2 separate regions of the Bicyclus anynana genome follow, and region 2 is linked to region 1. A link is a contact called in public Hi-C data. All regions are on one chromosome and are shown on one strand. The core of a region is the stretch at or near the end of the contact, and the rest is flanking DNA. Distances in the headings are between cores, read along the strand shown.

Region 1 (5,351 bases), core at 2,194-4,693:
GCCTTTTGATTACATAATATGTACTATTATCGTGAATCGCAGCAAACTTTCAAGTGTAAAACGAACTGTCACCTGCACCATGCTACAGCGCACAAACTATAACTTAATCACAGGAATGCCAGTATGATTCACTCCTGCAGAGTAGTATAAGACGGGCTGACTTCAAAAAAAGATAATGTCTATCTTATCATTTCCCAATACAAATACTATTTCAGTTATTTTAGTGAAATGTCTTATCTATATTATAATGCAACAACATTTATCAATAATTGTGACACAAGTCACTAATTCTTAGTATATCTGCCACCAGCTAGCTGTCCTCTGGTTTTACAAAGCACCTTAGATGTAAGTTACAAATGAAATTGGCATTTTATCATTTGGCTAAGCAGGGAGAACAACACAAGCAGAGAACGGAGAGTGTTGATTGATCATCAAGGAATTCCTTAACGCTTCTTCTTCTTCTTCTTGATGTCGCGGCTCTGCAGGTCTTCTTGAGGTCCTGTATCACGTTGACCGTTACCGACCTATTGTGATCGCCACTGACTAGATATCCTAATACTGGTTGCTGCCAGATACAGCAGCAGTTTCCTTAACCCTACATCCTGTAGTCACAAATTCATGACTCTGCTCGGAGTTTTTCTCTATACCACGCGATCGACCCGGCACCCGCACGGTGAATCCATGGAATGCTAAGATGCTAAGATATTCGTCTCTCGTCTCATGAGAATAATATAACAAAAAAAAAAAACAAGGTGTAATGCAGGATTTTTATAATATATTAATCATTGTTCTCCTATTATAACAATCTACTATTGGGACTGACGTTCTTCCTTATTGGAGAAGGAAAATGGTGCTTATATATTGCTATAGAACCAACAGCTTAACTGTAATAACTTGTGCACATGTGTTATCTAAAGCCGTCCAGGTTAACCACTGCACTGACAAAGCAATTTTTTATATATTCATCATCATTATTATTAACAACCCTGTTCACTGTTGAGCACGAGTCTCCTCTCAGCATGAAAGGGGTTAGGCTTATAGTCCACCACGATGGCCCAAAGCGGATTGGCAGACTTCATACACAGAGAATTAAGGAAATTCTCAGGTTTCTCCTCATGATGTTTTTCCTTCACCGATTGAAAAATGTGATATTTAATTTATTAAAATGCACATAACAGAAAAGTCACATTGAACCCTCCCTCTACACCCTCCCAATCAAAGGCCGAGGACATATCATGAGTATTTTAAATGATAAAAAAAGCTTGGTGTTAAACTGTATTATACGACTGTGTGCTTAGTTTCAAATAAGTTTGTAAAATTGTGGTAAATAAAAAAAAATAAACCTTGGCTGAGTTTGAAACTCTCGTAAGTTTAATTTTAAGATTTCGAATGATTATTATCACCATTATCTTAAGTCTAATTAAAAATAGTCATTAAAAAGACCTGACATTTCGAAAGAGCTTGTAAACTAATCCTATTTGAAATAAATGAATTTTGACTTTAGACTTTTGAATATCACTGCAGATATCACGGATCTTTTGATTTTGATTTTATACTTATATTAGAGAGATAAAAATATGTTCAATAGTTTAGCTTAGTTTACAAATACATCTAAAATAACATTTTACAAGACAACAGATGTATTAACTTGGATACAACTGCAATAGAATGAGGATGTTTATAATCACTCAACAATGGTTTAATACACTATATAAAACTTGTTGTGCTTACATAACCTTAAGATTACCCTTTAGATGACTAACAACATTATAATTTCAGTTTTTATGTACTCTCCACCACTACTGACTCAGCCATGGATTGTAAACAAAGAGAAGTTAATATACTATATGATCTGGTGCATTATACTCAACATATATTCTCGACTCTTTACCTACTGGCCACAGTCCAAATATTGTATTATACATGTGTGCCTATAAGTTATATGGTGACAAAATATTACATACCATACAGTGCCTTAATACATGGACTTTTTAATATTCTTCCGTTATTCTACACTTAAGACGTCTTTAATCAATATAACTTGAAAAAGTCGAAGTGATTCATTGGAAATCGAAAATCATTATACACTACCGCCTCCCCATTTAGGATTGTAAAAAAGTTGAGCGTTTAGTTTTTAAAGTAAATTACAGTCAAATAAACACGGATGCCGGAAATGTAAAGATTCGATTCAGCGATCCCAACAAAGTAGTTCTAAAAATGACAAAAAGAAATCACTGTAAAGGAGTAATTAAAAGTAAACTTACATGGCTTTATCACCAAAATTTAATCTTCCAACTTCTTAATACACTGATTTGTTACACAATAGTCTCTGTACATGTTTTTTCGCGAAAATAAATTAAATAGTTACGATTGTAAAATGACAGAAAACAACGGAATGAAAAAAAAAAAGACGTCTACATTGGATGGATGATGCACTATTCTTTGCCGAAGTTTAACCACTACCCGATAGATGGCGATACCTTTCATACTCACCATAGACAATATTGTTTTGATGTGAGACCCAAATAAATTAAAGTTTTATTAAATTAATAAATAAAGTTCTTTGTAAACTAATATTAAAATCCTTTTGTATTTGAGTTTTCCATTATAAATTTTGTGCATAATTTATTTGAAAAAATTCATAATTACAATATTATTTGAAAAAAAAAATCAATTACAAATAAAATCAGCAAAATAACGAAACTTAAATATTATCACTGTAAGCTTACACAGTATGACGATATATTTACAATGAGTACCCTTGTAAATTGAATTCGAAGCACTGAAGTAATATATTTTAAGCATCTTTTAAAATTATGTTGTGCCTAAAACTATGTTGTGCCTAAAAAGTTGGACATAAAATTTGGTATGTTGTATGTTGGACACTTCTAGAATAAATTAAGTGTTATGTGGTTAATGTGAATTTACAATTCCGTACGTTATTATGTCAATAAAAACAAAAAACCTAGATAGCAACTTATTTGCAAAAACCAAAATAAAAATACATTGTTTAGAATTGTGGAAATGTACCATCAGCCAGATCAGACTACAAATATGAAAGTGTCCTATCTGCTGATTCTGGCTAAAAACCGATATCTAGACTAACACAAGAACACATTTTTACATTAGTGAATTATTATACACATTAGTTGTGTTCCTTATAATAACGTCTTAAAAAAGTAATATTATAATACCAAAAACCCAAGTACATAGTTAAGCGTAATGAACTGAAAAGAGAAAAACAAGTATCACAATGTTTAGATAAAATAAAACTAAATACGTTACGGTGAAGCATGCGGTGATAAACAATACATACATACTTGTAACAGATTACCTTCCTTCTGACGCAGAAAATTATCGTTCAGTGGTGGAATACGATACAAAGGAGAAGTTAAAATAAATTGAAAAGCATATTTTTATGCAGTTTAATTATAATTAACATTATCATTAAAGAATTTGAAGTCATTGATGTTTTTTGTGGAAATAATGAAAAATCAGGTATTAATATAATAACAGGCAACACTGCATTTAATTTTTGGGTCTTTCTAAATGACCGACACTACACAGGGCGCCCTCTGGGTATAGACTTGGAAACAACTGATTCGTATATGCTTCTCTTTCGCACTCGTGCGCTCTTGCCAGCCGAACGGTTCAATGACTTTGGCGACCAGTTTCTATTTTCTCTTTGGTTCTGTCGTCGGGTCGACCCGCAAGGAAGGGGTCTTTGTTTGCGTTTCACGTTCGCGTCGCACGGTATCATCTGTGACGGTTCCCATCGTATCGTGTCCGAGACGGAATGTGTCCGCATAAGTGGAAGCGTGGTCGTAGTTCGTGTTGGTCCACGTGAGATGCGGTGCAGCGCCCCGCGGTGTGTGCCAGCGCCGGTGTGTGTGCAGTGAGGTGTCAGGTGAGGGTGAAGTGCAGTGCAGGGTGTAACGGAGCGTGGGTCGGCCCGGCCACGGCGAGCGACGCGCGCGGCGCCGGCCGCCCGGCCATGACCGGCGACATGCCCCTGGGGAGCGCGCACGCGTTCGGGCGCGCGCTGCTGCGGGACGGCGCGCTGCCGCCGCTGGAGCCCGGCGCGCCCGCGCCGCCCGCGTCCACCGCGCCCGACAAGCGCCCGCCCGCCGCCGCCGCCAGCCCCGAGCAGGTCATGAAGCTGTACATGAACAAGCTCACGCCGTACGAGCACCGCGAGATATTCGACTACCCGCAGGTGTACTTCATCGGCGCGAACGCGAAGAAGCGGCCGGGGCTGGTGGGCTTCCCCAACAACTGCGAGTACGACAACGAACAGGGCTCGTACATCCACATCCCGCACGACCACATCGCGTACCGGTACGAGGTGCTCAAGGTGATCGGCAAAGGCAGCTTCGGGCAGGTGGTGAAGGCGTACGACCACAAGAAGCGCGAGAACGTGGCTCTGAAAATGGTGCGCAACGAGAAACGCTTCCATAGACAAGCGCAAGAGGAGATCCGCATCCTGGAGCACCTGCGCGAGCAAGACAAGGACAACACGATGAACGTCATCCACATGTTCGACTCGTTCACGTTTCGCAGCCACACGTGCATTACGTTCGAACTGCTGTCGATCAACCTGTACGAGCTGATAAAGAAGAACAAGTTCCAGGGCTTCTCCCTGCAGCTGGTGCGGAAGTTCTCGCACAGCCTGCTGCAGTGTCTGCACGCGCTCAGCAAGAGCCGCATCATCCACTGCGACATGAAGCCGGAGAACGTGTTGTTGAAGCAGCAAGGACGCTCCGGTATCAAGGTTGGTACACTCATAATTTTGTATAGTCCAAGCCCACTTCCATCTTAGACTGCATCGTCACTTAACACATAAGAGCACAGTCAAGAGCTAACTAAAAAAAAAACAACCTGATTCAAGGCATTTTGTAGTAGGACTAGTTCCTTTTCACACACAGTACACCCAAAACACCTGATTCAGGGTAGCATTTTGTATAACGTGTTCCTGCGAAACGTTACTCTGTATAATAGCGATGGTTTTTCACGAAGTAACAGCTTGCTTCGTCAATAAAAAAATCGTGTATTTCATGCTTAAAGTTAGAACACAGAATGGTAACCCAATAAAAAAAACACCTGTATACTGGTAAATGGGCGGACAGAGTAGGTACAGAATGTTTGCTTTCAGTTACAATAAAACCTAATATGTTTCACGCTCAAAAGGGCTAGAACACAGAGCGGTAGACCCAATTAATAAAAAAAAACTGTATACCCCTACAGCATGTTTGCGCTCAGTTTAGGTTACCGAATCCGTCAATAAAAATACATCTGTATTTCTCGTACTCGAAAGGGCTAGAACTGCTAGAACACAAGAGTCATATACTCAC
Region 2 (4,988 bases), core at 198-2,697, 85 kb after region 1:
AGGCGTTGGTCGACCCCTCACCAGGTGGTCTGAAAACCTAACCTTACCTTTGGAAATCCCTACAAAAGGTCCTGCAGTGGACGTTCATCGGCTGATATGATGATGATGATGATAACATGTGAATATTTTCCGCTGTTCTCTTACCCTTTGTCCCGTGTACAAAATCACACGCGACCTCTATGTCAATCGACAACCGTTAGTATAGCTGAAAAACCATACAATGCGATTACCATACCCATTGTGGGCAGAGACTACAGCTCGCTCCACATTTCGCGATTGAGCTTGGCTTTGACAATCATTTTGATTTCTAGGATTGGGGACACGGAAGTGTGTAAGACCATTGTTAGATATATTTGTGCTAGGAACGCAGAGCTAACCATAGATAATAGAGCAGCATAGAATGTTACAGTTGGTCTATGGTTAGTCTAATCTGTGTTGAAAATGCCGGTCGTAGATTCTTACTTTGTTAATTAATTAATTATTTTTGATGATTATATGGTGCTAATTAATGTAATCTCGTGTTGTTTATTTTAACCACTTCTGATTACTAATACTGTGTTATTTTTATGTGTAAAATTACTTTTAACATTGTTAATATAAGTACAATAAGGTGTCATCATCACCAACAACCCATATTCGGCTCACTGCTGAGCAATAAGGTGCACTTTCATGTATTTACCTTTCAGTGTTTTTTTAAATATAATTCCATCAACTCGTATATGGCTGGTAATCACGTCACAAGTGATCCTCGTGGTTTTTTAAATAGTAAAAGTGTGTGTTAGTGTGTGTGTGCAGACACACACAAACACACACAAGCTGCTTTAAACAATTAAACAACACGCCTGTCAAACGCATGCCCATCTGAGGGCGCGTCAGAGCCCTGGCTGGAGAGTCTGGCTGGTGGGAGGCTTCGGCCGTGGCTAGTTGCCACCCTACCTGCCGGTACGTACGCCAAGCGATTTAGCGTTTCGGTACGATGCCGTGTAGAAACCAAAAAGGAGTGTTGATTTTCATCATCCTCCTAACAAGTTAGCCCGCTTCCATCTTAGACTGCATTATTACTACCAGGTGAGATTGTAGTCAAGGGCTAACTTGTAAAGAATAAAAAAATAAAAAAATATATATATATAGAAGAATTGAGTTGGAATTCACAAGTTTCGTTTTTGATGGCATACACCTTACCACTACGTTCAAAGGCAAACAGACTTTGCCAGTAGATTGCTGATTACGCTAGATATTTTAGTAATTAACTTATTTTAAATGTTACACAAATAATCCCACACATTTTAAGGTTCAACCCGTCACAATAATGCACTCGACTTGATAAAGAACATGTGCCGCGGTAATGGGGATCACAAATTAGGCCCGATATTTGCTCGTACTATGGAGCGTGCTACGTATACAGTGGGCGTGTGCCCTCTGACGTCATGACCTATATCGGCCGGTCGTCGCCCGTCGAGTCTGCGACCCGAGAGCGTTCGCAAATGCTATAAACGTGCCCGTAGTAACATTACACTGGGGACTTTTTGTTTATGCAACTTTTTGTCGTGTCACCTCGAGGATGTCGTTTACCTATATTTAACACTAGCGAACGGCCGGATATGGTTGATGCTCAGACCAATTATTGTATAGGACCTGCCTCGCTAGATGTTACTATTCTGTCAAAGTATATGATCAACGATCTAATGCGATTATAGAAACTGTCTCTATATAATCAGTGTTAAATAGTTGTAATCGTGTTCATCGGTTAAAGAGCTCCTCCTTTTTGTGAAATTGAATGGACAACTTCTAGTTTCGTACATATGACCAAATGTAAGCTCATTTTCCTCAGAAAATGACAGACAATTTTGTTCGTGACTATGAGTGCGATACAGGTCCTTCTATAATTGGTCTGAGGGTTGATGATACGAAGCCAAATGTTCCCGGAAATATAGCCGGAAGATATTGTTGATGTTGCAGTTTCGAATCTACTGTCAGAATTTCCGTGTGAAGACCGTGGGCGTTCGTTCCGTTGAGTATTACAGACAGACAGTAAAGAATTTCAATCAATGCTTTGTGTTCTGGTGATTCATATCTCTTCATATATCATCATTATGTAATAGGCTAATTGAATAGGGGCCCTAGGCTAATTGAATAGCACAGGGCTAGGAGCCCTTGCATATTTTGGACTAAGACGCACCACGCTAGTTGAATGTGGGATGTCGGTTTTTAACTGATAAGGACTGTGTTGACTTTCATATTGCTGGCGGCTCGAGAGTCAAAACCGTTGTGGAAGTCCATGCAATAGGCCCATGTCCAGCAGTGAATGTCCATCTGCTAATGATGATGATGATGATGATGATGATGATGATGACTCACACTATCTTGATACTGACTGAAATTGACTGCTTACGTGCTTTCTGATGTGCGACGGTAACCAATCATCCTTCAAGTCCCCTACTTCAGGCTGGTACAGAGATTTTTATTGAAGAAAAAACCTCAATAAATCGTAGCTCGTCCCAGGATTTTAACCTTCAGAACCTCATGATCGGAAGGTACTCAGACTAGCCGCTGGGTCAAGGAGGCAGTTGGCACTTTGAAACCTAATAAATAAATAAACATACACGCAATACACACATCACTTCTTATAGCTCCAAAGTAAACATATAATAAGCATGTGTTATGGGTACTAACCTCATAAGAAGGCTCAGAGTCACACAGCGGGCGATGGAACGAGCTATGTTAGGAGTATCTCTGCGTGATCGAATCAGAAATGAAGAGATCCGCAGAAGAACCAATGTCACCGACATAGCTCAACGAGTTGCGAAGCTGAAGTGGCAATGGGCGGGGCACATAGTTCGAAGAGCCGATGGACGTTGGGGTCCCAAAGTGCTGGAATGGCGACCCCGCACTAGTAAGCGCAGTGTTGGCCGACCCCCCACCAGGTGGACTGACGACATCAAGCGAGTCGCAGGGATTCGCTGGATGCAGGCGGCTCAGTATCGTGATGTTTGGAAGTCCCTACAAAAGGCCTATGTCCTGCAGTGGACGTCCATCGGCTGATATGATGATGATGATGATGATGGGTACTAAGATAACGGATTTTATTATATATATTTATAACATATAAGTACTTATACTCTTAGTACACCAAGACACTGGAAAACACCACACAAATAGTTGTGGGAATCGAACCCACGGCCGTGGATGCAGATAGCAGGGTCACTGCCCACTGCGCCACGCGACCGTCAATAAAGTATAATAGGAAAAGTTGTGGTGCTATTAAGCTTTAATGGTATGGCACGGAAGGATACTGACCCGTCCCGACTTCATTTAGACATGACGGACGCGCGTCGCTCAATTAGGCACAGTCCGTTAATCAAGCAAATTATGAACTAGACTAGATTGTACGTCCAATTTGGCCCTAGTTGCTTAATTAGAACTTTAATTAGTTCGTTCACCGCTGGTTTATTTGAATATAGAACTTAATTTACTATTCCACATATCCTTGAATACATTCATTAAAAAAACAAGCTTTAATATTTCGGACACTAAATTGTTTTCAAGATAAAAAGAGCACAAACTAGACCAGCTTCTTGGTACTGTTTTATTGGCATAAAAGATACTATGATACTAACTACTATATATACACTATATATACTATATATACACTATATATACTATATATACACTATATATACTATATATACATGGAATTAATCCACGCGGACGTATTTTTTATGGACGTTTTTCACAAATCCCACGGGAACTATGAATTTTTCCGGGATGATAAGTCTCTGTGTTAATTTAGAGTAAAATTTATTTTCATTCAAAATTTTAGCTAAATCGTCGCAAAATTGACAAAGTTTCAAACGAACTTTCATCCCCTATTTTATCCCTTTGGGGGTAGAATTGATCTAAACCCTTTCTTAGCGGATGCCTACGTCATAACATCTACTTGCATGCCAAATTTCAGCCCGATCAGTCCAGTGGTTTGGGCAGTGCGTTGATAGATCACTATGTCAGTCAGTCACCTTTGAGTTTTATATATTTAGATTTAAGCACAATAGAACTTGAGGTGATGGGTCTAGTTCATCTTTTGAGATCTGAGAAACACTTACTTGCGGGGCAGGTTGAATAAAAGTTTACAAAATAGACTATCTAGCTAGACTGTGCTGTCTAAAAACAATTCAAGATCCGTCTAGACATTTGAAATCATTATTCTCTACCTATATATAACTATACTACTCGTAGTGTCTTCTAAATTAGAATTAGGTATTTTTGGTAAGTACACGTGTGTGTACGCCATTTTCGTTTTTCCATCATAAAAGCGAAGTATCAAAAAGACAGTATCAATTAAATAATAAAAAATATTTAATTAAAGTTAAGGTAAGAATTAATTTTTCATTCGTATCTCCAATTCCAGTTGCGCTTATTATTCTTTACCTCACCTTGCGGTACCGTTGCACCCACTTCTGAGAATTTTTACCTTTTTATGTGGGTAAGTATTTCGAAAAACAGTGAATCACTTCTCATCAGTGAGTTTTTGCCTATGGTATGGTTGCCACATCTCAAAAAAGTTTTATGTGATGTGGCACCCATAACCGGGGTGTTTCATGACACGATTTGTGCACCTTCAAGGCAAGAGTGAATAGGCATTTTCCAGGCGAGCGCGGTTCATCTTAGACCTCATCATTGCTTTCCATCAGGCATGATTGTAGTCAAGAGCAAGTCTATACAACATAAAAAAATCTTTAAAAATAAGTTTTATGATAAAACTTGTCTATAAAGATTTCAAATTGCACGTTTACTGCTAACGGGATGCAACGAATGCAATTGATTAGTTTAGTTTTACTTTTCATTATCATCACATCAGCCATTGGACAATATAATATGTGACAACCCTATTTTTAACAAAAGTTTAAAATTTTTCTTTATAAATTTTCAGAAACCATAGATCAAAAGAAACGGTAATTAGGATATAATACACTTTTGATTTTCAAAGAATC

Evidence for each region. Hi-C and Micro-C count contacts between places; a contact is called where the count stands out from the background.
Region 2: a Hi-C map of whole body shows a contact between it and region 1, with 2.6 times the contacts expected there. The contact joins the enhancer-like site here to the promoter of LOC112050393 in region 1. A contact is called at or near these places in 2 of 2 Hi-C or Micro-C datasets (whole body and whole larva).

Annotation. Positions count from the first base shown.
Region 1 is chr25:4,321,882-4,327,232 of ilBicAnyn1.1, forward strand. It overlaps LOC112050393 (dual specificity tyrosine-phosphorylation-regulated kinase 2-like), which reads left to right and starts at 3,444. Exons shown (of 2, transcript XM_052889372.1): 1 at 3,444-4,771. The coding sequence starts at 3,995. LOC112050394 (transmembrane and coiled-coil domains protein 2) reads right to left here and starts at 2,450. Exons shown (of 17, transcript XM_052889365.1): 1 at 2,265-2,450.
Region 2 is chr25:4,408,519-4,413,506 of ilBicAnyn1.1, forward strand. The region is part of intron 1 of LOC112050393 (dual specificity tyrosine-phosphorylation-regulated kinase 2-like); the gene reads left to right. Among protein-coding and RNA genes, the nearest start is that of LOC112050393, 86 kb to the left of the region's middle. Within about 2 kb of position 1,448, at least 8 of the 8 cell types and tissues checked have open chromatin away from gene starts, as enhancers often do.